Linked DNA regions of Callithrix jacchus: region 2 is linked to region 1. The links are chromatin contacts, called in public Hi-C maps. All regions are on one chromosome and are shown on one strand. The core of a region is the stretch at or near the end of the contact, and the rest is flanking DNA. Distances in the headings are between cores, read along the strand shown. Region 1 holds the start of MAP2K1 (mitogen-activated protein kinase kinase 1). Region 2 overlaps MAP2K1 (mitogen-activated protein kinase kinase 1).

Evidence for each region. A called contact is a pair of places that touch in the nucleus more often than the background predicts.
Region 2: a Hi-C map of induced pluripotent stem cells shows a contact between it and region 1, with 1.9 times the contacts expected there. The contact joins the enhancer-like site here to the promoter of MAP2K1 in region 1. A contact is called at or near these places in 2 of 3 Hi-C or Micro-C datasets (induced pluripotent stem cells and skeletal muscle).

The regions. Positions count from the first base shown.
Region 1 is chr8:13,420,296-13,426,376 of calJac240_pri, forward strand. MAP2K1 (mitogen-activated protein kinase kinase 1) reads left to right here and starts at 2,073. Exons shown (of 11, transcript XM_002753259.6): 1 at 2,073-2,583. The coding sequence starts at 2,504.
Region 2 is chr8:13,466,284-13,472,005 of calJac240_pri, forward strand. The region is part of intron 1 of MAP2K1 (mitogen-activated protein kinase kinase 1); the gene reads left to right. Among named protein-coding and RNA genes, the nearest start is that of MAP2K1, 47 kb to the left of the region's middle. Within about 2 kb of position 3,183, at least 2 of the 16 cell types and tissues checked have an H3K27ac peak or open chromatin away from gene starts, as enhancers often do.

The sequences.
Region 1 (6,081 bases), core at 823-3,322:
TCCGCATTCCAGGTTCAAGCAATTCTCTTGCCTCAGTCTCCCGAGTCGCTGGGACTACAGGTGTGCGTCACAACACTCAGCTAATTTTTGTATTTTTAGGACAAAATACAAAATATACGCCTGGTCACACATCTTATTTCTTTAGTAATTCACAGAACTGGAATTTTTGGATAAAAGCGTTTTTTTTTTTTTTTTGGCCGTGCGCTGTGGCTTATGCTTGTAATCCCAGCACTTTGGGAGGCTGAGGTGGGTAGATCAACTGAGGGTGGGAGTTCAAGACCAGCCTGATCAACATGGAGAAACGCTGTCTCTACTGAAAATACAAAAAATTAGCAGGGCGTGGTGGCGCGTGCCTGTAATCCTAGCTACTTGGGAGAATGAGGCAGGAGAATCACTTGAACCTGTGAGGGGGAGGTTGCAGTGAGCTGAAATCGCGCCATTGCACTCCAGCCCGGGCAACAATAGCAAAATTCCGTCTCACTCAGGGGCCCAGGATGGAGTGTAGTGACCTGATATCAGCTCTCTGTAAACAAACTCTGCCTACCAGGTGCAAGTGATTCTCTGCCTCAGCCTCCCCGAGTAGCTGGGATTACTGGCACTGGCCACCACCCTCGTGTAAATTTTTTGTGTTTTTAGTAGAGATGGTTTCACCATCTTGGGCAGACTGGTCTTGAACTCCTGACCTCTTGATACACCCGCCTCGGCCTCCCAAACTGCTGGGATTATAGGTGTGAACGACCGCTCCTGGCCTGGATGAAAGTTTTTTTTTAAGGCTAGTCAAGTGAAGCAGTGGGAGTGGAGAAGGAACAAAAAAATCTGTAACTGGCTGGGCGCGGTGGCTCACACCTATAATCCCAGCACTTTGGGAGGCCAAGGCGGGTGGATCACGAGGTCAAGAGATCGAGACCATCCTGGTCAACAGGGCGAAACCCTGTCTCTACTAAAAATACAAAAAAATTAGCTGGGCATAGTGGTGCGTGCCTGTAGTCCCAGCTACTCGGGAGGCTGAGGCAGGAGAATTGCTTGAACCCAGGAGGCGGAGGTTGCGGTGAGCCGAGATCGTGCCATTGCACTCCAGTTTGGGTAACAACAGCGAAACTGCGTCTCAAAAAAAAAAAAGAAATCTGTAACTGGTTGTGATCAATTAGTTGTAAACACCACGGCACTCGGACCAGCCTGGATGAAAGTTTTTAAAGAGTCTCGCTCTGAAGCTGGTGTGCAGTGGTGTGATCCTAACTCATTGCAGACTCAAACTCCTGGGCTCAAGTGATCCTCCAGCCTCAGTCTCCTCAGTAGCTCAGACTACAGGTGCACTCAGTCACGCCCAGCCAGTAGAGACCGGGGAGGGGTGGGGGGGGGAGTCTCCCTGCTCAGGCAACACTGGGATTACAGACGTGAGCCACCACTCCTGGACTGGTAAAGGGTGTTTTTAAGGCTTTAAAAAAAATGTTACCAACATAGTGAAACCCCGTCAAAAAAAAAAAAAAAAAAAAATCAATCTGCTCTCAAAAACCGTTGCAACAATTTACAGTCTCATCAGCACTGAGTATCCATTTCCCCGCACCCTTCTCAGGAGTATTATTAAACAAATAAAATACATAAATGACAGTTCGTTGGGCTCAAGGAGTCTCTGGACAAGTTTCCTATTTACCACGCCGCCTCTCCTCTGGACACAGGAAGGGGTCCTTTTCCTTATTTATTTTGTTATTTCATTTCTGTCAACAGGACTCGGCTTTGGGACGAAGGTTGGGGACAGGCTAGTTACCGCAGACGAGGAGGCCGCGCAGCACTTGGCCTAGAGGAGCTCAACCGGCAGCCGATACGAACCTCTTTTCGGAGGGGTCAGCCTGCGTGTCTCCGGGCGGCAGAGGGCGCCGTCGAGCCCGCGACAGACCCCGCCCCCAGGGCAGCGCGCCGCGCTCCCATGACGTATTTCCGCGTCATCTGCCGCCGAGGCTTGCTCCCATTGGTTGTTGGCGAGGCAATAGGGGCGGAGTGAGTGGGTGTGTGGAAAGCGCCGCAGCTCGGGTGGGGGGCGAGGCTTCCCCTTCCCCGCCCCTCCCCCGACCTCCAGTCCCTCCCAGGGCCGATGCGCTTAGCGGCTAGGAGCGCGGCGGCGGCAGTTTCCTCGACAGGAGCTGGAGCTGGGCTCTGGTGCGCGCGCGACGGGGCCGCCTGAGCTGGAGAGACTGGTTGGTTGAGGGAGAGAGGGAGGGAATCCCGGGCTGCCGAACCGCACTTTCAGTTCGCTCCACTCCTGCGGGCAGCCCTTCGGCTCGCTGCGCGCGGAGCCGAGTCCCGGGCGGGTGGGGCGGGGGTCCCCTGAGACCGCCACCGGCCCCCTCGGAGCTGACGGGACCGCGCGGGGCGCACCCGCCGAAGGCATCCCCGCGGCCCGCGGCCCGGACTTGGACCTGCGCAGCGGGCTCGGGGCAGCTCAGCGGGAGGAAGCGAGAGGTGCTGCCCTCCCCCCGGAGTTGAAAGCGCCTTAGCCGGGTCCAAAATGCCCAAGAAGAAGCCGACGCCCATCCAGCTGAACCCGGCCCCCGACGGCTCGGCGGTTAACGGGACCAGCTCTGCAGAGTAAGTATGGAGCGGGTGGCGAACGTCGGGGCCCGGCTGGGGAGGCCCGGGCCGGGGCTCAGGAGCGCGCGCCAGGCTCCTCTCCGGTTTGTCACGTACGTCTGGGGCTGGCAGGGGGCGAGGAACTCCCGGCCGCCGGGGTATCAGTGACTAAGCACTGATTGTGCTCCTGACTCAGACCAGTTCGCGGATTTCGCGGGTCTCGATTTCCCTCTTCACCCGTTTCCCGACAGTTTCAGTGGTCCCTGGCCATTGACCGGTCTCCTCCCAAGAAAATAAAAGCTGGCACATCTCTCCTGCCTCTCCCCAGCTGTGTTCTAAATGTGATCCTCTGGGAGTCTGGGCTGTAACGGGGAGAGGAGGCTAATGTTTTGGAAAGAATTAAGATCGCATCTGTGCTTTGAGACCGGCTCAGTTTATGAAGTGTGGAGCATTAGCCTCACCTTCATGCCTGACACCTGTGGGGCCTAAATGCCTTGTTGCAGGCCAGCTGCCTGGCCAGCGGGGGCGTGCTGGAAGTCCGTGTGGACTTCGTGGCTTTTCCTTGCTGACTTTGGGAGTTCCCGGTCCTTGGCCTTCCTGGGAACTGTCTTGCTCAAGAAAGCATCGTTCCTTATCTGGCTATTCATTCATTCATTTATTCAACAAACCATTTCCTCACTAATGATTAGCTTTCCGTACTTGGCCAGGAGCTCCTAAACTCCTGACCTGAGACATGAACACCATGACCTGTAAACCGTATACTAGGTGTTCCATCTCTGCAGCTTCTAGCGTTGCTCACAAATGAACACTTTATTTCATTAAATAATCATGAGGCTGTTTACTGGGGGTTTCTGAGCTACCACAACTCTTTTGGGTTCTAGGTAAGGGACAAGACTATGTGAGGGAAAGCTGCTTAGCTAGCTAGAGAAATGGCCAGAAAAGATCAGTTTATTTTTATTTTTTGCCTTTTTTTTGGTGGTGGTTTGTCCAATCTTCAGTAAAGATTTTGTTTTTAATCTTTTACCTGCATCCTGCAGACTTTAGGAAGCTAATTGATGAAATCAGAGTAGGCTTGGACTTTCTGCTCTTTGGTGATTTCTGTAACCTCCCTTTCTTTCTCTAGATTTAAAAAAAATTTTATTTTTAAAAATTTTATAGAGATGGGGTCTTGGTATATTGCTTAGGCTGGTCTTGAACTCCTGGGCTCTAGCGATCCTCCCAAAGTGCTGGGATTACCCAGCCAACTTTCCCTATATTTTAATAACCTGGGGACCTGTTGGCTTGGTGACTTGTTCCATGCCTGTAGTGATCACACGGTCAGTGGTGGACCTGTGTGTGGTATGTGTTCAGCTAAGTTCTTGAGACCTACTCCCAGCAGACTCTCCTCTTTAGGCCCCTCGCAGTCGTGTGGTATCTGTTTTGCATGTTACTGACTTGTATAGGTGGTTGGGTTGCATTGCAAACATTTTTTTTTTTTTTTTTTTGAGACAGGGTTTCACTCTTGTTGCCCAGGCTGGAGTGGAATGGTGCGATCTCGGCTCACTGCAACCTCTGCCTCCTGGGTTCAAGTGATTGTCCTGCCTCAGCCTCCTGAGTAGCTGGGATTACAGGCATGTGCCACCACGCCTAATTTTGTATTTTTAGTAGAGAGGGGCTTCTTCGTGTTGGTCAGGGTGTTTTTTTTTTGAGACGGAGTTTCGCTCTTGTAACCCAGGCTGGAGTGCAATGGCGCGATCTCGGCTCACCGCAACCTCCGCCTCCTGGGTTCAGGCAATTCTCCTGCCTCAGCCTCCTGAGTAGCTGGGATTACAGGCACGCGCCACCATGCCCAGCTAATTTTTTGTATTTTTAGTAGAGACGGGATTTCACCATGTTGACCAGGATGGTCTTGATCTCTTCACCTTGTGATCCACCTGCCTTGGCCTTCCAAAGTGCTGGGATTACAGGCTTGAGCCACTGTGCCCGGCCAGGGTGGTCTTGAACACCTGACCTCAGGTGATCTGCCTGCCTCGGCCTCCCAAAGTGCTGGGATTACAGGCGTGAGCCATAATGTTTGCTGCAGTGCAAACGTTTGTTCAGTTTTAGTGTACAGTGTTTCACCTTCTTAAAACAGACTGAAAGCCCTGACTGTTGTTAGGACAGATTCTGACCACAGTGGATTCTGGCTGAATGTCGTGGCCTGATCATCCTTTCCTATTTGAATTGGACGTGAATACTAAGAAGAAGTACCTGTTACTCTGTTGTAATTGTGAAACCACAACTATTCTCTCAAGGGGGAGGGGTTTCACTAAAATAGTAAAAGCAGGACGAGAAGAAACTACTCCATATTTGGTGACAGAAAAATTTGGATGGGACTGGGAGGTTCTAAACAATGGTTAAGAAGTAAGGGCTCTGGAGTTAGGCTAGGTTTGAAGCCTAGCTCGTGTGTGTGTGTGTGTGTGTGTGTGTGTGTGTGTTTGTGTGTGTGTTTGAGACAGAGTCTTGCTCTGTTGTCCAGGCTGGAGTGCAGTGGCCTGATGTCGGCTCACTGTGACCTCCACCTCCCAGGTTCAAGTGATTCTCCTGCCTCTGTCTCCTAAGTAGCTGGGATTACTCAGGCTAATTTTGTATTTTTTAGTAGAACTTGAACTTGGTCTTGAACCCCTAACCTCGTGATCTAACCCCCTTTGGCCTCCCAAAGTGTTGGGATTATGGGTGTGAGCCACTGTGCCTGGCCTCTGTTGTGGTTTTGTGACCTGGTTCAAGTTTTCTAGTTTAAGGCTTAGATTTAGGATTTTTCATCTGCAAAAATGGGGCTAATAATAGAACTACTTAGCATCGTTGTGAACATTAAATGAGCTAGTACATATTAAACCTTCCAAAGCTGTTGGCTCCTGGTGCCTTTGTTGCTGCCTAAGTTTTGGACTGAAGGAAACTGGAAAGTGATTTCCATTCATGGTGGTGGATTGTGTGTTAAAGTGCCTTTGCTTCTGGACAAACAGTTCTCCCTAGTTTAGTTTTTTGTACCATCTGCATCTACCTCCATGACTCATTGCTATGTTACAATAGGAGGCATCTTTGTGTAGGCTACCTGAGACAAACAGGGACTGTTTCCCTATATTTCAGAGCACTAATGAGAGGGACAACTGTACACATCTTATCTTTAACTTCTGAGTGTTTGTCTAGCAAAATGTCTTGTCTTGGGCTGCCAGCAGAAAGAACTCTGTTGCTGTCGTGATTTCTGTGATTAGACCAGGGAACAATTTTGAATGTTACCAGACAATGTGAACTAAAGAAGAAGAAAATCCATTTTGACAGTAAAGAACTCTTGGTACCAAATTGGTAAAGTTGCTTTGTCCTTGGCACCTTGTGCTCACCTCTAACATAGGACTTACCCCATGTAGACATGGAGTTGGGTGGGGATGATGGAGTTGGGATGGAGTTGAGATGGGACCTGAAGTTTATGCAAGTTCTAGGGGTCCTCAAAGAAAAATCATGCAGTTTGCATATTTTGCAAAAACCTGAGCATATTACTAG
Region 2 (5,722 bases), core at 1,933-4,432, 47 kb after region 1:
TTTCAATTGATTGGCCGAGGCCCATTGACATTATGGAGGGTAATTCACTTTAGTCAGAGTTCACCAATTTAAATGTTAATCTCATCCAAAAAACCCCCACAAATACCAAAAACATTTTCACAGAAACACCATGGCCTAGTCAAGTTGACACAAAATTAACTATCACACACCCAGTCTTAGTTACTGCCCTGTGAAGGGTAATCACTTTCCTGATTTATAATGGCAAAGATTAATGTTGCCTTTTTTTGAATTTTCTTTTTTTTTTTTTTCTCCAGACTGAGTCTCATTGTTGCCCAGGCTGAAGCACAGTGATGCGATCTTGTCTTACTGCAGCCTCTGCCTCCCGGGCTCTGGCAATCCTCTCACCTCAGCCTTACCAGTAGCTATGAATTAGCACGCCACCACGCCTGGTTAATTTTTTTTGAGACGGAGTTTCGCTGTTGTTACCCAGACTGGAGTGCAATGGCACGATCTCGGCTCACTGCAACCTCCGCCTCCTGGGTTCAAGCAATTCTCCTGCCTCAGCCTCCTGAGTAGCTGGGACTACAGGCATGCACCACCATGCCCAGCTAATTTTTGTATTTTTAATAGAGATGGGGTTTCACCTCATTGACCAGGATGGTCTCGATCTCTTGACCTCGTGATCCACCCGCCTTGGCCTCCCAGAGTGCTGGGATTATAGGCGTGAGCCACCGCGCCTGGCCTATTTTTATATTTTTTGTAGAGATGGGGTTTCACCATGTTGGCCAGGCTGGTCTCAAACAACTGGGCTCAAGTGATCCTCCCGCTTCGGCCTCCCAAAGTTGCTAGGATTACAGATGTGAGCTAGCATGCCCAGCCTTGAATTTTCTATAGATGGAATGACATAGCATATTAGTCTGTTTTCACACTGCTATGAAGAACTGCCCAAGACTGGGGTTATTTATAAAGGAAAGAGATTTTGCATGACTGGGGAGGCCTCAATAAAGTTACACTCATGGCAGAAGGCAAAGGGGAAGCAAAGACCTTCACATGGTGGCAAGTGAGAGAATTGCCAGTAGGAGAAACACCAGACACTTGTAATACTATCAGCTCTCATGAGAATTCACTCACTGTCTTGAGAATAATGTAGGGGAAACTGCCTCCATGACCCAGTTACCTCCCTGTTTCAATACATGGGGATTACAGTTTGAGTTGAGATTTGGGTGGGGACACAGCCAAACCATATCACACAGTACATAATCTTTTGTGCCTGGCTTCCTTCACAGAGCCCATATACACAGTCCTAGAATTTGATTGTCTAGATAGTTGAACAGCCTCTCTTAGAGTAACCTGCAGGATTGAGGTATGGGAGGGTATAGAACACCTTCCCCAAGATGTTGTCTGGGGCTGGCCCTTGCCAGTGCATCTGCATTGCCCAACACAGATGGGCTAGCCTGGGGTGGAATCTGAAAGTTGGTAAGCTGTACTTTTGGCACCTTCTGCCTTCTTCCTTCAGATCCCTTCTGCTTTCCTGTCTCACTACTCTTTGTATGCCTAACCCTCAATCCTCAGCTATTTATATTTTGACTGTATAGAGGCCCCATGGTGCCAGTTCTCTTTGCTCTCACATTGCCCCCGTCCATTGAAGTTCCTCAGCCCCTCTACTTGAACACACCCCCAGTCTTATTCTGTATCTCCTCAGATTGTCACATTGACAGACTTGGACCTTAGAGATACTTAGACACCTTTCCTTTTCCTCCTCTCCTCCTCCGTATATATTTTTCTTATGGGTATGGAACTGAGGACCAGAAAGGAAGGTAACTTACCTAAGATCTCACAGATGGGAAGGTAGGGGTAGAAGGTGTGGATCAAGGGATTGTATGCAGCCTTTAATCTCTAGGCGCTGGTCTCTACCTTGGTTCTGTCTCTTCTGCCTCTCCTTCCCTCTTTCTCTGCTACTTGTTTCCTGCTCTAGTAGCATTCCTGCTTGCCAGATGCCACAAGGGAGGGAGAATTTTACAACTCCCTGGGCTCTCTGGTAAGAACCCCCACCTGCACGGGGATGCTTCCTCTCTTTCCCACAGTGATTGGTTGTCATCCTCTCCCCTTTTCTCAGTGTACCCTCCTGGCAGAGGCAGGGCCAGGCATTGAGACTAGAGCAAGATTCAGGTTGGGTGGCATGGAATTGTGGTTCATTCCTGTTTGGTGTGTGGCAGTTTGGAGATCCCATTTCTTTTTCTGAACATCGCTCCCCTGCCTCCTCCTATTATTCCTTCAGTCAGCCTCTAAATTCAGTGACCATCAGGGTTGAAAAAGGCAATGTGGGGTCTTGAAAGGAGCTCTGTCTTAGGAGTTAGGAGGCCTGCCACCAATGAACTGTGTGAACTTGTCCCTCTGGGCCTCAGTTTTATCATCTGTAAAATGAAGTTTGGATAAGGTGGTCTTCAAGGTCCCTCCCTGGGATATATTTTATGCTGCTGCTTGATTTAAACCAGTGAGTTACAAATGTAGGGTTCTAGTTGTGGCAGTGTAATTAGGCTTAGCAGATGGATGAGATGAGATGTTCTTGCCCATAGGATTATCCTTTCCCATCCATTTCATTGTGCCTCTCTGGTGTTTTCAGAAAGCAAATGACAACCCTTGTTTTTCTCTGTGTTCCCATTCAAACCTATAATCTTCTTGTGTCTTCATTAACTTGTATTTACTGTTAGACAGCCGTGATGCAGAATTCACGTTACAGTGTGTGGTTTTCTCTCTGCCATGATGATTGTGATGGTGGGTGGAGCCAGTCACAGCTGGTTCCTGGAGAGAGGGCTGTGTGTGCCAGATTTATTGTGCTGGAGTTCCAGTTTTGTTTTGTTTTTAAATCCTCTGTCTCAGTTTTGCTGATACCAGTTAAAACCAAAGATTGTGAAGAGAGACAGAGACAATTTTATGCCCTCTCAGTTTTAGACATTGGTGATCTAGGTGTTGGGTAAGGGCCCACTCTCTTATATCATTTGCTTAAAACATTTCACTTTGGAAGGGCAGAAATTTGCCTTGTTGCACCTCCCTCTGCAAGAGAAAGAAATACTGAATACTGTTACATTATTGACTGTTATCTTTCTAATGAGTACTGAAAGCCATTTTGATGCCAGGATCTTCCTTTCACCTTCAGATAAAATGTTACATCTTTCATTCTCTGAAAAACACTGAGTATGTTAAGAATAATTAAAGGAAAGGCAGTATTTAGTTCTGGATCCTGCGGTTGCTGCCTTGGCCTCTCCTTTCTCCTCTTCACCTCCCCTCCCTCTGTATTAGTATAGAAATGTGTCAAAAATTTCATGCTTCTTCCATTAGTTTCTACTTTGACCGTCCCTAGTAAGTTAAATAAGAGTGGTAATCCTGTTTTACAAAAGAGATATCCTTTTATTTAGGTTTTTTTTTTTTTTTTGTGGGGGGGGAGGAGGGCAGGAAGGGAGGGAAGAAGGACGGTAGGGAGGAAGGAAGGGATGAAGGAAGGAAGGAAGGGAGGAAGCAGGGAGGGAGGGAGGGAAGGGAAGGAAGGAAATCAAGCAATGAGAGAGACATTGCAGACCTGGATCTAGAGGTTTACAAGTTGATTTCTTTTTTTTTTTGAGAGAAGGAAAGAAAAAAAAAGTAAGTAAAGGAGAGGAAGAAAGAGGAAGAAAAAGAGGGAGAGTAAATGGAAATATTGCTTTATTTTGAAAAAAATTGGGTATTAATAATGGCCAATCAATGTTTCATTTAAACTTATGGGTAGGTGTGATGTGGTATTGACAAGAATGTATATTTTGTGTATTTGAAGTGGAGAGCTCTATAAATATTTATTAAGTTTACTTGTTCTGGATCTGAGTTCGAGTCCTTGATATCCTTATTAATTTTCTGTCTCATTGAATCTAAGTCTCTATGTATCTGGGTGTTAGGATCGTTAGCTCTTGTTGTTGCATTGATCCTTTTACCACTATATCTTTGTTGCTTTAAAATCTATTTTATCCGACACGAGAATTGCAACTCCTGCTTTTTATTTATTTATTATTTATTTTTGCTCTCCATTTGGTTGGTAAATCTTTCTCCATCCCTTTGTTTTGAGTCTTTGTGTATCCTTGCATGTGAAACAGGTCTGGATGTAACATGCCGTTGGGTTTTGGCTGTGTCTTTTGATTGGGGGATTTAGTCAATTTAAATTTAGGGTTACTGCCATTTGATGTTGACTGGCTGTTTTATCCATTCGTTGGTGTAAATTCTTCTTTATGTTGCTGCTCTTTACTTCTTGGTATATTTTTAGAAAGGCTAATACTGGTTGTTTCTTTCTGTGTGTAATGCTTCTTTCAGAAGCTCTTGTAAAGCAGGCCTGGTGGTAATAAAATCTCTGAGTTCTTGCTTGTTCATAAAAGATTTTATTTTTCCTTCAGTTGTGAAGCTTAGTTTGGCTGGATATGAAATTCTGGGCTGAAGGTTCTGTTCTTTGAGGATGTTGAATATTGGCCCCCACTCTCTTCTGGCTTGTAGAGTTTCTGCTGAGAGAGCTGCTGTAAGTCTGATAGGCTTGCCTTTGTGGGTAATCTGACCTTTCTCTCTGGCTGCCCTTAGTATTTTCTCCTTCGTTTCAACCCTGGTGAATCTAACGATTATGTGCCTTGGGGTTGCTCTTCTTGAGGAGTATCTTTGTGGTGTTCTCTGTATTACCTGGGGTTGAATGTTGACCTGCTTTGCTAGTTTAGGAAAATTTTCCTGAATAATATCCTGAAGGGTATTTTCCAGCTTGGATTCATTCTCTCCGTCGCATTCAGGTACACCTATCAAATGTAAATTTGGTCTTTTCACATAGTCCCACATTTCTTGGAGACTTTGCTCATTCCTTTTTATCCTTTTTTCTCTAATCTTTTCTTCATGTTTTATTTCATTAAGTTGGACTTTGACCTCTGATATCCTTTCTTCTGCTTGAACAATTCGAGTGTTTAAACCTGTGCATACTTCTCGGAGTTCCTGTATTGTATTCTTCAGTTCCATTAATTCACTCATACTCCTCTCTAAGTTGTCTATTCTCAGTAGGATTTCATCAAACCTTTTTTCAAAGTTCCTAGTTTCTTTACGTTGGGCTACAACATGTTCTTTTAACTCACCGAAGTTTGTTATTATCCATTCCTTGAAGAGTGGTTCTGTCATCAGGATGCACTCATTCTCCATCAAGCCTTGTTCCATTGTCGATGTGGAACTGTGATCATCTTTAGAGGGAGAGGCGTTCTGACTGAGTATTCTCAGCTTTTTTACGCTGGTTTCTTCCTGTCATTGTAAATTTATCCTCCTGTCGTCAGGATTTTCCTGTCGGCTTCTTTCTTGTGTCCGTAGTAGGGGACTCTGCCTTCCCGGGGCTCCAAACCTCGGTCAGAAGGGGAACCGGTCCCATTTACTCTGCGCCGAGGGCTGCCGCGCTGGGGTGCAGTCACAGCGCTGCGCCGGGCTCTGGTGTTGTGCTGGGGGCCCGTGCGGGTCCTCCGAACCTGTTTACTCTGCTCCCAGAGCTGCCGTGCCGAGGTGCCGGCGGAACCGCTGCGCCGGCCACGAGAGTCGCGCTGGCCACCCGTGTGTTTCCTCCACTGGGGGATCTTCTGCTCCGTGAGCGACCAGAATTTGTCTGAAAGTGTGGCGTCCTCTAGTTCTCCGCGCCTTACCTGAGAGCTGCAATCTCGGGATGTTAGCGATCAGCCATCTTGGATCGTTCTCCTTAGTTATTTTAAAAAACATTTTTTTTTTTTTT